Regions from separate parts of the Mus musculus genome. Here region 2 is linked to region 1. A link is a contact called in public HiChIP or PLAC-seq data. All regions are on one chromosome and are shown on one strand. Each heading gives the region's core, a stretch centred on a gene start, on an enhancer-like site or on the middle of the called end of the contact. The rest is flanking DNA. Distances are from core to core; before and after follow the strand shown. Region 1 holds the start of Herc3 (hect domain and RLD 3). Region 2 has its middle 41 kb from the start of Tigd2.

Region 1 (4,683 bases), core at 130-2,629:
GCCATATCCTTATGATACATTGAGGCACTGCCATAAGCCTCAAGATACATCAGGGCACTGTCTTATTCCTTGGGATACATCAGGGCACTGCCTTACCCTGAGGACATATCAGGGCACTGTTGTATTTCTCAGGATATACCAGTCTCCTGCCCTATCCTCAGAATCTATCAGTCCTTGAGATTTCTTTTCTATTGGTTAATATGTTAGGTTTTCAAAGCCTGAAGACCTGATGAGATCTGAATTATTCTGGATATGTCAGATTATGAAATTTCTTCTACTTAGAGTCATTTTCCTTTTAAAATTTAATTAAAATAAAAATATAGCACTACCACTCCTTAAGCATCTCTCATGTGCTCCCCTTCAAATGAATGGTCTCTTTTGTTATTGTTACATATGGATAAGTCAGGATGTACTGAGGAGTCCCTTTAAGAGGTGCTTGTTTGTACATATTCTCAGGATTGTATATGCTGATATGGGCTCATGCCTTCACCTTAAACTAGTTTTTGGAGAATTTTGTACATTCTTTTGGGTTAAAGCCCCCATGTTCAGCGTTTCAAATTCAAGGCAGGCAGATACATCAGTTTACTGTTACCATATAGTTTTCTTGAAGATTATTTGAAGATGAGAGGAGCCGTAGCTGAGAGCATTTTTGGCCTTGGGAGAAGAAGAAAGCTTGAATATCCTCTTACAGGCCTGGGAAAGTGGAGCTGAAACTTCTATCCACTCTTCCCCACCCCCAGACCCCCGTCCCCCACGGGAGTTTTAGACCAAAGGTGGGGCTTTATGGTTTTAGAATTGGTGATTCTCACACTTTCTGTTTTCTTCAGTGTGCTCTCCTCTCTAGTCAAGCCTGACTCTGCACCACTGCGGGCCCGCAGTTCTTGGCCCCTGAGTGACAGGGATTTGGAACTACCCTCTGCTCTGGCAGCCACCTTACAGCTCACCATGCCAGTCCCAGTTCCCCCTCTCACCTCTGCATGAATAATAAGAACCTGAATTCAGAACCAAAAGGAACCAACCAAGCAACCAAGCAAGCAAGCAACAAACCCAATCGACCAAAACCCCCACACCATTGGGCATCGCTCCTTTGCATCCTCGCTGGCGAAAAGCAATTTTATTCCAGCAAAGGTTACTCCTGCATTCTCCCATTTTGGGTCCAGGGTCTTGCCATCTGTCTACCACACCTGGTTGTGGGTCCCTCAACCTCCAGTCACCTCCCAGCCGCCGATCCCACCGCCTCCCTGTCACCTCCCTCGCCCTAGGTCCCGCCCCCTCCAGGTTTCTTTCCCCGCCGGGAGTCCCGCTACCTCCCCGCCCCCTCCCGGTCACCTCCCCGGCCCCTCCCGCCCCGACGTCGCCCCGCCTTCTCCGCACCCGCCGCGCCCCGCCCCGCTGCCGCCGCCACCATTGGCCAGGCGGGAAGTCGGTCTCCCAGCTCATTCTGCGCCCGCGGGAGTGCGGGGGAAACTTCATTATTACTGTGACGCTGAAGGCCGGGGAGGCCCGAGCTGCCTGAGGGCTGCGACCGCGGGGTCGGCGCTGCGGACCCGGGTGCAGGTGCGGGCGGGGCGGGGATCTCAGGGCACCGAGCCCGCCGCACCCGCGGAGGAGGGGGCTGGGCTGTCCGCAGCTCCCTGTCGCCGAGGCGCCTCCCGGCTCTGCTTAGCCGCTTAGCCGCGGGCGGCGGGTGACCTCCCTGCGTGAAGAGCATCGCGGCGCCGCGGCAGGGGAATTCGCGTTGCGGCTGGCCGCGGGCTCCTCCCACCCAGCTGGCGGGCGGGGCTCGGGGACCTGGTGTCTGGTGCAGACGCCGCTGCGGCCGAGCCGACGGCTGGACCCTGGAGCAGGTGTGTGGACTGAAGGGCTGGACCTGGGGAGACTCGCTCGTGCTGCTGCCGGGAGCGTGTGCAGCTCGGGGCCCCAGGGGAGGAATGCTTGAACTTTGCTGTTCCTGGCTGTTTTCTTTTAGAGTTCACACCTGCCCCACTAGGAAGTGCCTTAAATTTTACCTAAGGCGTCGAAGGTTTTACTGGGATTTGTCTCATCCGGGGTGCTTTGGGGGAGGACGATTCAAGTGATATCTTCCATTTTTTATGTGCCTTCTGTCTCTTTCCACAAATAGGAAGCTATTTCTAGAACCTTTCATTTGATAATTTGATAAAGTGAACTGATTTTTAGCTTTAGATTGGAAAGACAGGAAAGAGAAGTAAAAAGGATTAGCATTTTAAAATGCAGCCAGAGCGATGTGGTACTTTCAGAGGCAAATGACAGTGTCTCTTCTTCTTTTTTTTATTCCTTTCCACGGATATAAATCAGAAAAACAAAATCGGTGGCTTACTCCAGTTTTGACCCCATCTGAGAAGTTAAACTGCAGGAATCAAATTAGATGCAAAACTCCTTTGTCGTGAAAAATAGAAGCATGGTTCACTGTTAGCCAGTTGGACTTGTTCAGTAAGTAGTGGGGTTTCATTGTGTTAAAAAAAGAACCAGGAGTCCAAAAATGTTCTAAACTGTGTTGTAGAAGTCATTGGGTATTGCATTTCATGTTGCGGGACAAACTTGAATCTCTTAAGATCTGTATAACCACTTAAAACCGTCTGTGTAAGTAATGAAAGGAGCGCCCCAGCTGGAGACAAACAACCTTGCACCAGTTTCAGAAATAAAAGTGATAGTTTCCTAATTGAAAGGGATTCTCTTACGAAGGTAGAAATGATGTCTGAAACTCATTCAGGACCACAGACTATATAATGGCTCATACTAACATAGCTGCTCCGTGGGTGATCTTATCACATCTTAATGCTCCCCTTTGCTTTATTTGGGTGACTGGAGGTGCCTGTCTGTGACTTCTTGTGTTGCACTTAGAGGATATGGTAACAGGGAGAAACGAAAGTAGCAGTTGCGGTCAGGTAGCTAGCTAGCTAGCTGTGAAAGATACCTAGAGAAGTGAACAGCAAAATTGAATTATTTTTTTTTTCAATAATTTCTGTTCAATCTATCTATATAAGAGATTTGAAGGTAGTGAAAATTTACTACCCCTATTAAGTGGCAAGAATTTTATAAGGTTCTCTCTATGACTTTAGTCACAGTAAAGGTGACTAACTTGATCAAGGTTGGACTGAGGTTATCTTAACCAAACCCTTATCCTGATATACACTGAAGAACGTTCCATCTTGAATGGCTAAACACATTCTTCCTTTCAGAAGTTTACTCAGGCCTTTCTTCCCCTTTTTCTTTTTGGGGTGGAGTCATGCTATATGGTATAGACTGGCCTCTAAGTTAGGATAGCCCAAGCGTATGTTGAACTCTCAGTAATCCTCCTGCTCCAGCCTTATTAGCCCTGGGATTACAGGTGTGCACAATCATTCTAGGCTTATGTATTTTTAAGCACTTAGCAGAGTCCTGTTCGGAAGTCATTTCTTTTAACATGTAGATCCCGAAGCAGAGGTGGGACAGTCCAAATGCCTTAGTGTATGGTGAGGGGTGAGTTAACGTAAGGCCTCTGAGTCTTAGTTCCCCCCACCCTTACCCTCCACCCCCGGGTCTTGTAAATGGTGATAATATCTAATGCTCAGATCTGATAAGAGGATTAAACAAAGTTAAAAGCCCAGAGGGATATAGCTGCATGGTGAGGGACAGCAACATATCTTCATGCTTTCCCTTTGCTTTGAGGCAGTGCAGAGAAAAAGGTGAGTCCAAAAAGCAGGGGACCTAATTTCTGGGCTCTGCTTCAACAGCTTCTCCTTCCTCCTATTCTTTCCCCTTCCTCCTTCATTCTAAGAACTGGATATATTATATTTATGTAGCCGAGGCCGGCCTTGAACTCCGTGTGTAACTGGTGACCACCTTGAACTGATGCTCCTGACTTCACCCTCTTAAGTGCCGTCTTTCTCTGTAGCCACTTAACCATAGTTACTTGGTCCTGAAGCACTCAGCTGCCATTTCTGATGGATTTGCAAACCTGTTTCAGTAAGATGGCCCCTTTGACAATACTGTGCTCTTAAACATGTAAAACATTCAGAAATGACACATGCTGGTTCTAAGGGTGTGAGTCTCTGTGTAGGTGAGCTGGTTTTATCATTAGTCAAGGTTGTAGAGGACAGTCTGGTTAACTCTATTGAGACTTGCTTGCTCGCCCTCTCCCTCTGGCTGCCTTAAGTTCTGGTTGTATAATTGCCAATGATTTAGCGAATATGCGCTCTCTTATTGCCTACAGCTTGTCTTTTTACACTTTCCTTTAAAAGGGTTCTATTAACATATGTTAATTACATATAGTAATAGTTTTATTATCACATTTTTATGTTTATAATGGATTTTGATCATATGCAACTTTGTCTTTAAACTCATATTTACGAAATTTAGAGAGAGTGTGGTTTTTGTGATTTGGTTTGCTTTTGTTTGAAACACGGTTCAGTGTCGTGCTTAAGAGTATGGCTTGTAGACTAGGAGAGGAAGTTTGAATTCTGCCTTTTGACTTCGGAAGGTTCTATTTCAGCTCCTTATTTACATGTTCTTGGGCAAGTGATTTAATCTTGCTAATCTTGAGGTTTCTAAAGTGGTTTTGCCAACTTAAACTCCCACCAGCTGTGCATAATAAGACTTCTGGGTGTTCTAGATCCTCGGCGTGACAGAGGGTAAATTAAATAAAGTTTTTAGATCTAGACCCAGGATAGGTTTGCAGTCACG
Region 2 (5,045 bases), core at 2,312-4,811, 340 kb after region 1:
ACACATCAAAACAATAGTCCATCAATATCAAGTAGGCTTCATCCCAGGGATGCTGGGATTGTCTAATATATGGAAATCCATTAACTTAATCCACTATATAAACAAACTCAAAGACAAAAACCACATGATCATCACATTAGATGCCAAGAAATCATTTGACAAAATCCAACACCCATTCATGATAAAGGTCTTGGAAAGATCAGGAATTCAAGGCCCATACCTAAACATAATAAAAGCAATATACAGCAAACCAGTAGCCAACATCAAACTAAATGGAGAGAAACTTGATGCAATTCCACTAAAACCAGGGAGTAGACAAGGCTGCCCACTTTCTCCCTACCTATTCAATATAGTATTTGAAGTCCTAGCCAGAGGAATTAGACATCAAAAGGAGATCAAGGGGATACAAATTGGAAAGGAAGAAGTCAAAAAATCACTATTTGCAGATTATATGATAGTACATATAAGTGATCCTAAAAATTCCACCAGAGAACTTCTAAATCAGATAAACAGCTTCAGTGAAGTAGCTGGATATAAAATTAACTTAAACAAATCAGTGGCATTTCTTTACACAAAGGATAAACAGGCTGAGAAAAAATTAGGGAAACAACATCCTTCACAATAGTCACGAATAATATAAAATACTTTGGTGTGACTCTAACTAAGGAAGTGAAAGATCTGTATGATAAGAACTTCAAGTCTCTTAAGAAAGAAATCAAAGAAGGTCTCAGAAGATGGAACAATCTCCCATGCTCATGGATTGGCAGGATTAATATAATAAATGTGGCTATCCTGCAGAAAGCAGTCTACAGATTCAAGGCAATCTCAATCAAAATTCCAACTCAAATCTTCACTGGTAAGTGGATATTAGCCCAGAAGCTTAGGATACCCAAGATATAGTTTTTACTATCAAAGGCTTTTTGTTGTTCCAGATGATGTCAAAAATTCAGGTGACAGCAGATGCTGGCAAGGATGTGGAGAAAGAGGAACACTCTTCTATTGTTGATGGGATTGCAAGCTCGTACAACCACTCTGGAAATGAGTCTGGCAGTTCCTCAGAAAACTGGACGTAGTACTACCGGAGGATCCCACAATACCTCTCCTGGGCATATATCCAAAAGATGCTCCAACTGGTAAGAAAGACATATGTTCCACTATGTTCTTAGCAGCCTTATTTATAATAGCCAGAAGCTGGAAAGAACCCAGATGCCCCTCAACCGAGGAATGGATACAGAAAATGTGGTACATTTACACAATGGAGTACTACTCAGCTATTAAAAACAATGAATTCATGAAATTCTTAGGCAAATACATCGATCTGGACGATATCATCCTGAGTGAGGTAACCCAATCACAAAAAAACTCACATGATATGCACTCACTGATAAGTGGATATTAGCCCAGAAACTTAGAATACCCAAGATACAAATTGCAAAACATGAAACTCAAGAAGAAGGAAGACCAAAGTGTGGATACTTTGGTCCTTCTTAGAATGGGGAACAGAATACCCATCGAAGGAACTACAGAGACAAAGTTCGGAGCTGAGACAGAATGAAGGACCATGCAGATACGGTCCCATCCAGGGATCCATCGCATAAACAACCATCAAATTCAGACACTATTGCATATGCCAGTAATATTTTGCTGACAGGACCCTGATATAGCTGTCTCTTGTGAGGTTATGCCAGTGCCTGGCAAATACAGAAGTGGATGCTCACAGTTATCTATTGGATGGAACACAGGGCTCCCAATGGAGGAGTTAAAGAAAGTACCCAAGGAGCTGAAGAGGTCTTCATCCCTATAGGAGGAACAACAATATGAACTAACCAGTACCCCCCATAGCTTGTGTCTCTTTTTGCATATGTAGCAGAGGATGGCCTAGTAGGCCATTAATGGGAGAAGATTCCCTTGGTCTTGAGAAGATTATATGCCCCAGTACAGTGGAATGTCAAGGCCAGGAAGCAGAAGTGGGTGGGTTGGGGAGTAGGGCAGGAGAGTTTATAGGAGACTTTCAGGATAGCATTTGAAATGTAAATGAACAAAATATCTAAAAAAAAATGATGAAACAAGCTCTTTCAAACTTTTTGGGACTAATTTTGAATCAGATACTAATTATAAATAACAGTCACATGCTACATTTTATGCCATGGATTTTGACATAACCTGATATAATTCTAATGCTAATTGCTTATAATACAGGTCCTTAGGACCATGACTTGAATGCTTCCTGGGTTTTTATATATTCTCTCTGCGTCCAGCATCTTCTTGTCAAACATTTTACACAACACCTCCTAACACGTTCTTTTATATGACTTCCTTTAAAGTATTAATTAGTCATTTATATAATCACAGCCAAATGTGATATATGATAGTAAGACTTTATATCATCTGGCTTCAACCTACCTTTTAATTTTCTTGTTTGCCAATCTACATCTATGGTTGTTCTGTTAGACCTTTCTGTGGATTTGCATCTGTCCTTTCCTCATCTAGAATTCCTTCCTCTTCATCCATATTGATTACATTTTTCTCCTCTCTCACTATCTGCTGGTATTTGCTAAGAACCAGAGTCTAGGCTGGCTCTTTCCTCTTCTTTTTGTTTATCACTGATTGTATATGTTCTTACCATTCATTCAAATCATTGTAGAATATAGTATATGCATAAAATATGTATTTTATGCATTCTACATCCTTAAATGTATACACCTTAAATTTGAGATGTTTAATCTTTGTATGTATTTAGTAGATACTAAACATATTGACAGACTGATCACATTGTAGTCATCAAATAACAACATTCAGACAGAAATTATAAGACAGAAATAATTATATCCCTGTTACTCTATGGAACGAGCCTGGCTGGTTCTAGAAACAATGACGATGATGTCTCCAGAATAACCCCTGATGGTCTTTTCTATGTAGTATCCAAACAAACTATAAACAAACATACTCATTTTAGAGGCATGTGGGGCTTTACAACAGGACCCAGATAGCAGGAATGTGATATTAGCTTAAGATAATACAGGTATGTTCCAAGTAGAGAGCCTTTTGTCCTGACCAAATATATTCCCATTGGGATTGCTACTACCCAGACTATGCTTCTGATAGTAAATCCCCCAGTAATCTACACTTGATCAATCCTGGGGTTGCCTCATTTCTTCAGTCTCTTGACACACTGGAACCAAGTTGTTCTCTCACAGTTACAGAAGCGTTTTCAGTAAGAAATAATCAAATAAAAGGTTTTGCTGGTATTCCTATATCAAATGAGTCCTCCCTGCATTATTTGCATTGCTTAGAACTCATGCCTATTTCCAAAACATACTTGGGTGATAAGCATAGAAAGTAACATGTCACTACCTTAGCAAAAGCTGAGACATTACACTGGAAACCTCAATTGAGGTATATACTAATTGTTGTAGTCAGAGATGACCTTGACATGTCATGAGAAAGTGATGAAGAATATCATTTTGTCTCTGTAAAATATGAATTATCTAAACCAGGCCTGTATCCTCCCTGAGCCTGAAGCAGGCTGATGCAGACCTTGTTGCCATTGAAGTGAGACCACCTGGGGTGGATCCTTCCGACTTAGATGGCTCTATTGTTCTGCCACCTGTTGCTGCTCTTCTCCAAGATCCTGCTGCCTGCTGAGACACCTTTGAGACAATCCAAGTTAGGCTGGGTCCAGGTGCCTGGATGGACTTGGTGGTGGTGGTGGGGGATGGGTTTACCCCCTATACCCCCTATATAAGCTTAGACTCTAAGTAAACTTTAAGGTGCCTTGAACAGAGTACTTTTGTCTTGGCGTCTTTATTTCTGTCCCAGTCTAGTCTCTTTCAGCCCCAGCGTGCCTTTCAGGAGTACCCGGTTCATTTAGGCTGCAGGAGGCTTACAGTTACACAGGCCTTTCATACAAAACAAATGTTTTTACAGAAGTCAACAAACATAAATACCTGGTATGTGAGAGTACTGGTTTGCTAATTAAAAGCACTATGGTCTCAAAACTTTAAGAATAATCAAATCCCTTATCATTAATTTATAATAAGAAAAAAAGGAATCTGGCTGGCTATGATGCTCTATACCTATAGCCCTGTGCATCATAGGAAGGCAGGGAACTAGAGTTAGAAGCCAGTTGGGCTACACAGAGACATTCTGTCTCAAAAGAAAAAGAAAATAAATCTGATAGATGCCAAGGATTGTTGTTGATCCTTAAAATGGAAAGTCACAGGGTGCTCACAGGCTGTGCCTAGATTCTTCTCAACAGTAGTTTTGATTTAGCTTAAATGTGTGAAGAAACACTTGAAACTCCTGAATCACATTCTGCAAAGCATGGGAGAGAGCAACTTGGGGCACAATCAAGCAGCAAACTCTGTACTCTTCTATCATCTTTACAAGGCTGTATTTCAAGGGCTTATGGAAACACTTAAGAAAATGAAATATGATATTGAAGTGAAATATAGTATCAAGAAAGCCATATCACCTGTTATCATGAGAACTGATTTATAAAGCAAGGGAGTCTTTAAGGAAATTATACCAGTCAACTGTGGGACAATGAGCAGTGCACAGATAGCCTGTTCAGTCATAGGCCTTAAACCCCAGTGATTCCATGGGCTGTGACCTCTGCTGGCATGGATGTTTGGCCATGCCCCCTGGGACCCTAACTCCTGCCGCAGCTACAGCCTCCTACAGTCCCCCTCCCTCTGCAGAGAGGTATGTGGCCATCAGTCACATAGGAGTAGCACCAAACCCTCACACATGCATAGTCATACTATACACACACACACACACACACACACACACACACACACACACACACACACACACACACACTGTGTTTGCTCTGTGATTATTCTGTTGGTGAAGAAGTTCATGATATTCCCCAAAGTGCTGACACTGGAAAGCTGGGGGGATGGCTTGGTGGGTAAAATGCCCTCCACACAAATATGAGGAAATGATTTAGGATCTCCAGAACCTGCATTAAAGTCTGGGAACAATGATGAAATGTCTTTAACCCCAGTACTCCTATGGCAAGAGGGAAGGAAACAATGCCC

The links. HiChIP or PLAC-seq counts read pairs in DNA pulled down with a chosen protein or histone mark.
Region 2: a contact with region 1 is called in an H3K27ac HiChIP or PLAC-seq map of epiblast stem cells, with 6 times the contacts expected there. The contact joins the enhancer-like site here to the promoter of Herc3 in region 1. A contact is called at or near these places in 3 of 39 promoter capture datasets (embryonic stem cells, hippocampal neurons and macrophages), 1 of 15 datasets of contacts at CTCF or cohesin (large pre-B cells), 2 of 484 Hi-C or Micro-C datasets (cerebral cortex and embryonic stem cells), 13 of 115 datasets of contacts at active chromatin or transcription factors (bone marrow-derived macrophages, embryonic forebrain, embryonic limb bud and 10 more) and 4 of 9 other capture datasets (adipose tissue, embryonic stem cells, liver and 1 more).

Annotation. Positions count from the first base shown.
Region 1 is chr6:58,830,086-58,834,768 of GRCm38.p6, forward strand. It overlaps Herc3 (hect domain and RLD 3), which reads left to right and starts at 1,380. Exons shown (of 26, transcript NM_001361966.1): 1 at 1,380-1,847; 2 at 2,317-2,451.
Region 2 is chr6:59,165,525-59,170,569 of GRCm38.p6, forward strand. No RefSeq gene overlaps it. Among named protein-coding and RNA genes, the nearest start is that of Tigd2, 41 kb to the right of the region's middle. Within about 2 kb of position 3,562, at least 7 of the 459 cell types and tissues checked have an H3K27ac peak or open chromatin away from gene starts, as enhancers often do. A contact at or near this core is called in epiblast stem cells, where this site is marked.